Linked DNA regions of Sus scrofa: region 2 is linked to region 1. The links are chromatin contacts, called in public Hi-C maps. All regions are on one chromosome and are shown on one strand. Each heading gives the region's core, a stretch centred on a gene start, on an enhancer-like site or on the middle of the called end of the contact. The rest is flanking DNA. Distances are from core to core; before and after follow the strand shown.

Region 1 (4,207 bases), core at 549-3,048:
AGTGCCATTAAAAAAGGTAGCATTTCTGACCCAGCAATCCCTCCTCTAGGATTACATCACCCAAAAATACTTGTGCACCATGACATAAGCCCTTCAAGCCAGGATACCTTATAGAGCAAAAATTACAAAAAATTTAAATCCTTAAAAACAGGAGTTCCCATTGTGGCTCAGCGGTTAAGAACCCGACACAGTGTCAGTAAGGATTCAGGTTTGATCTCAGGCCTTGCTCAGTGGGTTAAAGATCCCAAGTTGCCGCACGCTGTGGTGGAGTTTGCATACGAGGCTTGGATCTGGCATTGCTGTGGCTGTGGTGTAGGCTGGCAGCTGCAGCTCCAATCTGACCCTCAGCCTGGGAACCTCCATATGCCACAGGTGCAGCCCTAAAAACAAAACAAAAAAAAGACAACACCCTAAAAAAGGGGGGGCTGATACATTGAATCATAGTTTATCCCCAGGAAAGAATGTTGGATGACAAGTAAGAAACCTGTTGAAAGTCTGAAAAAAGGCACATGTAGGGACAGAAAACAGACTGCAGGTGGCCAGGGGATGGGGCTGGGAAGGGGCTGACTGCAAAGGAGTGGGGGAATCTGGGGGTGGGGAGGTGGGTGATGAAAATGCCCTGTAGCTGAGCCTGCATCTCCACAACCGTAAAACTGTCCAAATGGAACTGAGCAGGACCCTTAGGGACCTTCCTGGGGCAGCCCTCCCACCCCCATATCTTCTGTTGTAACTCCTCTCTGAAGTACCTAGATAATAAATAGGATCTGATGCATGTTTCCTGAATTGTTTTACAGACACTAAAACCATCACCAAACAGAAGAAATTAACTTCTTGATGACCTTGAGCGTGAGACCTACTGGTGCCCAGGCTTGACAATGTTAACCCCTGCCACCCGGCCCTGTGACCTCACCACCAACCCATCAGAACTGTGTAGGAGTGGATCCCTTGCCCTGTGACCCCCCACCCCCACCCCACCTGGCTTTTAACGATGTTTTACAGGTTTGGTTCAGGGAGTTCAGGCTCTTTTAGGGGCACAAGTCTTGCGTGCCTGCAACAGGCCTTTCTCTGCTCCAGGCTCCCACGATTCAGTTTGTTTGGCCTCCCTGCGCGGGGAACACGCACTTGCCCTAACACGAACACACAGACATGACACTAAAAAGTTGAATTTTACTCTGGGTAAGTTGTGTCTCCATAAATTTAACCTTAAAAAAAAATCCTGAAGACTATTAAGCAGCCTGGGGAAATGCAAATGGCAGTTAAACAAAATGATTCGTTTGCCAGGTGTACCGCGGGCGTGGCGCTTAGAGGCGACATGCCATACTCAGCGAGTGACAGAGATGGGGTGGTCCAAGGAGACAACAGGAAGGAAATGCGCCCAAATCTATCAGCATCTCCCTCTGGAGGTGAAATGAAATGTTTCTCGCCTTAGGTTTTGTTTAGGTTTTTTGTTGTTTTGTTTTGTTTCGTTTTTGCAGTGATCAACTCTTCTGTCTTGGGGGAAAATGCCACAGCTTGGAAGCACCGCCCAGTTGCAATGGTTTTCAGGCGTTTTAGGGCTCTTTTCCCTCTGGCAGAACACTAAGGAGAGAGAAACTCACCGTGGGGGTGGGTGGGGTACCACCAGTGGGCAGGGGCCGACAGGTGCCGGGCGTGCGCGGGGAGATGGATGGGTGGGGTGAAGGTGGGGGACCGGCGAGTGTGGGCGGGACGGGGGTAGGGGGCTGGCGAGCAGACGGCAAGTAGGAGGGAAGGGGTGGGGAGGCTGGGGCGGGGGGCGGACACTGCGCTTGGGTCCCTGCGTTTTCCTTGGGCCGGGCGCTGCGAGGGGCCGGCCGCGTCCCCATTGGTTGTCGGGGAAATAAGATCACCTCCTGGACCATAGTCATTTCCGGAGCTGAGCTGCGGCGAGAAGAGGGTCCCCATGATGAGTGAGTCTTGCTTCCCCGTCAGCCTGGAAGTCGGGGGAGGGGGCGGGCCTGCTAGACCCCAACCCAAGAAGGAACAAAGACTCGCTTCTTTCCCTCGCTCTCTCAGCCGACTAACGCACGCACCCTCTCGGTGCCTCTTTCTCTGTGTCTCTCAAGAACGGGCAGCTGCAGCAGCCATCGGAGGAGGTGATCTCGCTGGATCTCCAGGCCTGCACCTGCCCCCGGCCCCGGGATGGGTGGGAGACCTTAGAGAGGTGGCCCTGCCGGAGTGGCGAGTGCTGGCTCGTTGGCCTCCCTCCGCTCCCAGAGCCGCGGGGGGCGGGGGGGGAAACCTCGGGGGCAGAGAGCGGTGCTCCCCCGAAAAGGCCTCCGGCACCCCCCGACCTAGCTGCTCCTCTGGCCCTCGGGTGTCATAGGCATGTAGAGATTTCATTCGAAACCGGGTTTGCTGCCGAAATCGGGGGTGGTTGATTTCTCCCCCACACGCACACACCTGAAGCCCAGGGAGGGGTAATGACTCCCCCACTGTCACTCAGCGAGCTAGAGACCCAACCGGCCCCCCCTCTAACCTACTTCCGCAGCTGGGTCCACCCCCCCCCACTTTTGTTCTCTACCTTGGGAGCCCCTCCAAGGGGCTGTCTCAGGATGCTCGGAGCAGAGTCCCTAGACTCTGTCAACGAATTCCCAACCGGGGTTCACTCCCGAGCCCACGCCCCGAGCCAGCTCCTCTCCCCCTACAGCCCTGGCCGTGGGGGCTGTGCCCGTGGTGCTGGGCGCCCTGGGCTTCACCGGGGCAGGGATCGCGGCCTCCTCCTTAGCGGCCAAGATGATGTCAGCGGCCGCCGTCGCCAACGGGGGCGGCGTCGCAGCCGGCAGCCTGGTGGCGACTCTCCAGTCCGTGGGTAAGTGTCTGAACAGGACGAGGGGCAGGGGGAGGGGGTGAAGGGTCAGAGTCCAAGTCTGAGGGAGGGTGTCTGCTCCTTCCAGCAGCGGGGTCCTCAGCATCGCTGATCTCTGGCTCCCCGCGCCCTCCTTCCTGACTCTAGAGCGAGATTTGCGGGGAGAGTTGGAGGGGTGAGGGGGTCCTGGGAAAGAGAAGAAGGGAAGGAGCCAGGGCATGTGATGGCTGGGCTCTGGGTCCAGCCCTACCCATGGCAGACACCTGCGTGGCCCTCCTGTCTCTGGGCCTCCGTGGGACTTGGAGCTCTTGAAGTCTGTGGCTGACTCTCACCTCCCATGAATTCACTCTCTCCTCCTGTCCCCAGCCGCCTGCAGAGCAGAGCCTTGGGGGTTTCAGGACCTAGAGGTGGGATCTCTGGGCCTTGGGGCTGCGGAGGGGCCCCGGCCTCGGCACCTTCCTCTGTGCTTATTCTCTGACTCTCGCCCAGGGGCAGCTGGACTCTCCACATCATCCAACATCCTCCTGGGCTCCGTGGGATCAGCTTTTGGGGCTTGGCTTGGAGGTACAAAAAAGGTACCTCCTTCCCCTCCCCCGGCTGAACCCAGGGCTGAAGGCGGCCAGCCAGGAGAAGATGTATCCCAAGCTGAACCTCCCAACCCCCCCTCAAGTCGGAGAAGCTTGAGAAATAAAGTCACCTGCCCGTTCCCTGTCTTTGTTCCTGGCTGCCCCGGGCTTGTGAGTTGGCAGTTTCCTATTCTCTCCATCGCCCAGCCTGCCTGGTGTCTGGGGGCAGAGCGAGGTGGCAGGCTGAGCAAGCAAAGAACCCCTAGGCAGGAGGCGTGGGTTGGTCTCGTCTTACACGGATGGGCAGTAGACCTGGGGGCCATCAGTGGGTCTCGGTTAACCCCTCCCTCGATGATGGGGTTGACAGAGGTTCCCAGCGAGGCGGAGGTGAAGCGGAGACAGGATGTGTAACGAGCCACAGACCCCAGAGCCCTTTGCCCATCCTCATTAGTGGGCACTACCCATTCAGGGGTGGCAGGACACCAGCCTTGCTCAAAGTGCAGTGGGCAGGCTGACAAGCAAACCACCAGGACAAGGACAGGAGAGTAAGCCAAGGGCTCTGGGCACCCCAGGGGAGATGGAATCAGGAATGGTCACTGCACTGTGTCTGGAAAATCAAAAGGGAACTGGCATTCTTTCCTTGAAAAAGCGTGGCTTTCCTTGAACCCTTAAGAGAGCTGAAGTGGCAGGGCCTCCAGATGGCCTGAACTCTCAGGAAAGTCAGGTACCTCGAAGGAGAGCACTGAGCCACCTGGGGCCAAGCTCTGGAGGGAGTTGGGGCCAGTGCAGGCAGGGACAAGTTCAGCTGAAAGCC
Region 2 (4,207 bases), core at 675-3,174, 400 kb before region 1:
CCATCAGAGGGCTGAGGCTGTGCCCCAAGGAAGAGGGGCGGGACAACCTCGTAGCCACTCCCAAAGTGGCAGACTGATCAAAGCCGCCTGACCCTGTGCCTCTGGAGCAGGGAGGGGGGGCTTTATTTCAATCTGTATTTAGACCTAGACATTTCAGGCTTTCAGTCCCATCCCTTCCTCCGGATGTGTCACTCTCATTGTCTTAGTTGGTTCCGTAGAGGCTTATCTGTGCTCTAGAATGTCCATCTTGGACTATAGACATGGATGATTTACTTATATTATATTATATTATATTATTAGAATCTATGTGACATGGGTGAGCTCATGCACACACACACACACACACACACGTAGAGGAGAGAAGAAGCAAAACTTACAACTCGGTAAGAACAGACCCCTGGGTTTTCTTCCCACAGGAAACCAGCAGGAAGAAATCAGAGGGAGGCAACCAGACCTCAGACTGAGGCTTTTAATTAAGGTCTGATGAGGTGTGGTGCCCGCCCGCACTCAGAGTCAGGCAGACGCACGTGGCTGGTCACTGGTTTGCACACACAGGCCTGTAATCTACCGCCAACCAGGCGGTGGTGGCTGACAGACGCCCAGCCCCCCTCCCCAGCCTCCAAGAAGCACGTTTGTTCCAGAGGGAGCCTCGCAGCTCACGTGACGTGAGTCTCGCAGAGCCAGCATGGAGAGAGGGCCAGGCAAAGGCCACTGTTCTCCAGGAAGAACGTTCCAGAACCGAATGCTATTTCTCTCCTGGCGGGCCTTGAACTTGGGAGCTCTAAGCACTCCGTGCATTAGTGTAGGGGGTGAGGCCAGGGGCTCCAAGGCTGCACTGGGGGAGGCAGGGAAGGGAACAGAGATGGCAAAGGCAGGGAGAAGCTGAGTCACCTCCGGGGCAGAGACGTTCGCCCCCTCCTGGCAGCAGGACTGATTGCCCCCAAGGACAGTTCCAGTTCTGAGCTGACAGTGTGGATGCCCAGCCCCTCCCTCTCCTCACTTCCCCCAAATAAGCCCATCTACTGACTATAAGCTTAGTACGGCCGGCATTATGCCCATTTTACAGATAAGGAAATTAAGGTTTCCAAGAGATCAGCTACTTTTCCTAGCTCACCCAGTGAGAACGGGCAGAGCCAATGCACATCCAGCCCAGATTCTGCATTTCTCAGAAACGCCAGTGACCAAGGACCCAGGGACCAAGTTGCTTGTCCACTCAGCCCAGAGCTGGGTCTGCAGAAATCTTTAGGTAAATATGTGCTTGCTGGTATTGGGGGCTGGATCCTCTTTCGCTGCGGGGTGGGGCTGTCCCGTGCGCTGAAGATGTTGAGCAGCATCCGTGGTCTCCACCCACTAGGTGGCAGTCGCATCCCCCCCGCATGCAGTCGTGAGGACCAAAAACCTCTCCAGACATTGCCAAACGTCCCCTGGGAGGCAAAATTGCCTCCACTGAGAAACGTACGGGTAGAGAAGCAGGCAGCTCTTCACCAAGGACCCCATCAGCCTTGATTTCTGCCGTAACTTGTGACTACTACATAAAGCACACACAGCTCGTACATTCTCCATTTTCTTTTCCTACCCGCATCCCCCTCTGAGCCTCTGTACATCCAGCTCCTGGGCTGTTAGCACCGGGCTGATTTGCAGGCCAAGTTCATCAGGCTCGGCGGGGACAAGGCTCGGAGTTGCCAGCAGATGGCGCAGAAACACTGCCCGGGCTTCCTTCTGTGGCTGCTGAGTTCTCTGCGTCCTGAGACACTCTGAGAATCAGTGTTGGTGCTGAAAGAGGCTTTAGTGCCTCAATTCTCAACTGGGAGGGGGTGGATTTTCCCCCCTAGGGAACTTTTGGTGACAGCGGGAGACATTGGATTGTCACGGTTGAGGAAGGGACAGCTACTGCCATCTAGCGGACAGAGACCAGGGCCACTGCTGGTGCGCAGGACAGCCTGCCGTGCCAGGAATGATCCAGCCTTGGAAGAGCCACTGCGCTGCGCTTTATAGATAGTAACCTGAGGACAGAGAGGGATAGCTTCAACGCAGGATGGCCTCCCGCCCTAGTTATAGGATGTGGTGATGGGACCAAAACTCATTGAGATGAAGATTTATAAGTACCTACGCTGGGGGGCAAAGGATCTCATCTCTTTTTCTTTCTCTGAGTTTGGCAGATGTGCTCAGGAAAAATTGGCTGAACTGGATTGAATCAGCCCCTCCACGTCTGAAGATGGGCAATAACTCTACTGCCTTTGGCACTCCTCCCGATCAGATGTGTATAGCTGCCAGAGCACTGGGGGTGAGAAGGGCTGGGCTCTGTAGGTGAGTCCTAGGATCGCCCAGTCACGTCTGCTATGGGTGCAGAACCAGGTAGTCAGAGGTTCAGCCTTTTTGCTGACTCTAGAATAGACGATCAGAAGACTGGGAAGAAAAGATTCCATTAAAGAGGTGGTTTTTATTTTTTTTGGTTTTTGGTTTTTTTGGTTTTTTGTTTTAGGGCCACACTTGTGGCATATGGAAGTTCTCAGGCTAAGGGTCAAATCAGAGATACAGCCACGGCCACAGCAAAGAGGGATCTGAGCTGTGTCTGCGACCTACACCACAGCTCATGGCAAGACCAGATCCTTAACCCACTGAGCGAGGCCAGGGATAGAACCTGAATCCTCGTGGATACTAGTCAGATTCGTTTCCTCTGAACTACAGCGGGAAATCCCGAGAGGATTTTCTTATAAGTCCTAAGTCTTCTGAATCAATTCACTGTAACACAGATAAACAAACACCAGGATGCATTTAGAGCACCCGAGACAGCATGGATAATGTGTCTGAAGATCAGCAGGTGTTGATGGGTTTTCTGGTTTCATTTACTGGTTACAGGATGGAAAAGGCTCACCAGAATTACTCCTCCAACAAACTCTGCCTTTGAGGAGGTGCTGGGCAACTGTATCTCGATTTTGCTCAGGTTGTTCTGTACAGGTGCACCGTCTCCACGGGTGCTGCCTCCATGCTGACCTTCCTCTGTGGAGGATTTGAAGCTGGACACTAATTCTGACTTCAATCTTCACCACTGCTCAGCCTGGCCATGTCCCATCCCTCATCCCAGATGCAGTTGCTCACCTGTGAACACTACTGATGATGCTCCCTGCATCACCGTTGGATATATTTCCCAAGGTAAAGGATCAAGGAGGAGGCTCTGTCTCTCCAATGTCCGCAGGCCTCTTATTTCACGTAAGATGGTACCTGGAGTCTTTCTGATGTCCAGAAGGCATCAGATAGCTGGACCTCTACCTACTTTCCTGCCTCATCTCCCACCACCCTCCCCTTCACTGCTTCCAGTCCAGACTTTCTACCCTTCTTGTTGTTCCCCCAACACCATAAGCTTTATCATACCTCAGGACTTTTGAACATCCTATTTTCCCTGTTGAGGCAGCTCTTCCAAGGTGGGTCCTTCTTGTCCTGCAGGTCTCTGCCCAAATGCAAGCTCTTCAGGGAAGTCCTTGGGACTCCCACGGAAAGAGCTTTGCACCCCCCTTCCCATCATCACGCCAAACCATAAGTCCCCGTTTAGTCCCTTGAAAATATTTAAGCTGTTGCTCAGTCAAGTTTTGTGTTAGTTGCGGCTGAACACAAGTCTAGAAGATGGACTCCTCAGCAGATGTAGTTCTGCTCTGACCTGGTGGAATCATTACAATCAGCCAGCAGTTTAAAAACTAAAACTCGCCTCTCTGGATTTTTTTCATCACTGTCTAAACTCATGAGTATTTCAATCTGTTATATTACAAAATGCTATTCATTTTAATAACACTTTTTAGACATCTCTTTACAGATGATTTATTGGCGTGTAATACACATGCAGAAGCAAGCACTTATCCTAAGTGTAAAGCTCATTAATTATCCACAAATTGAACCCATCCATGGAGCCAGGATCCAAATCAAGAAAGGCAGTGTGAGCAGCTGCCCAGGAGATGCCTCTTTTTAGATATCTTTCTTAATAATGAAAACAAAAGTTCATATACTGTCGGTCATCAAAACATGACTGAAATAGCGCATGGAAAATAACATGGCAACAAACTAAAATGAACTCATTTGTCAGCAAATACTGTTTAATGAACCAGAGAAAACATTGCTGCAGCTCCAACGCAGGAGTTTGAATCAAACAAATTCCTCCTGTGGGTGTCTTGCTTTATAGTTGGATGACAGTATTGAATCTAATAGGTTTCAAATT

Evidence for each region. Hi-C and Micro-C count contacts between places; a contact is called where the count stands out from the background.
Region 2: a contact with region 1 is called in a Hi-C map of embryonic fibroblasts, with 2.4 times the contacts expected there. The contact joins the enhancer-like site here to the promoter of LOC100152306 in region 1. A contact is called at or near these places in 25 of 47 Hi-C or Micro-C datasets (adipose tissue, alveolar macrophages, blood and 16 more).

The regions. Positions count from the first base shown.
Region 1 is chr7:115,368,452-115,372,658 of Sscrofa11.1, reverse strand. It overlaps LOC100152306 (interferon alpha-inducible protein 27-like protein 2), which reads left to right and starts at 1,798. Exons shown (of 6, transcript XM_021099654.1): 1 at 1,798-1,928; 2 at 2,085-2,114; 3 at 2,669-2,830; 4 at 3,317-3,564. The coding sequence starts at 1,922.
Region 2 is chr7:115,766,333-115,770,539 of Sscrofa11.1, reverse strand. No RefSeq gene overlaps it. Among named protein-coding and RNA genes, the nearest start is that of SERPINA5, 31 kb to the left of the region's middle. Within about 2 kb of position 1,924, at least 19 of the 83 cell types and tissues checked have an H3K27ac peak or open chromatin away from gene starts, as enhancers often do. A contact at or near this core is called in adipose tissue, embryonic fibroblasts, liver and 1 more, where this site is marked.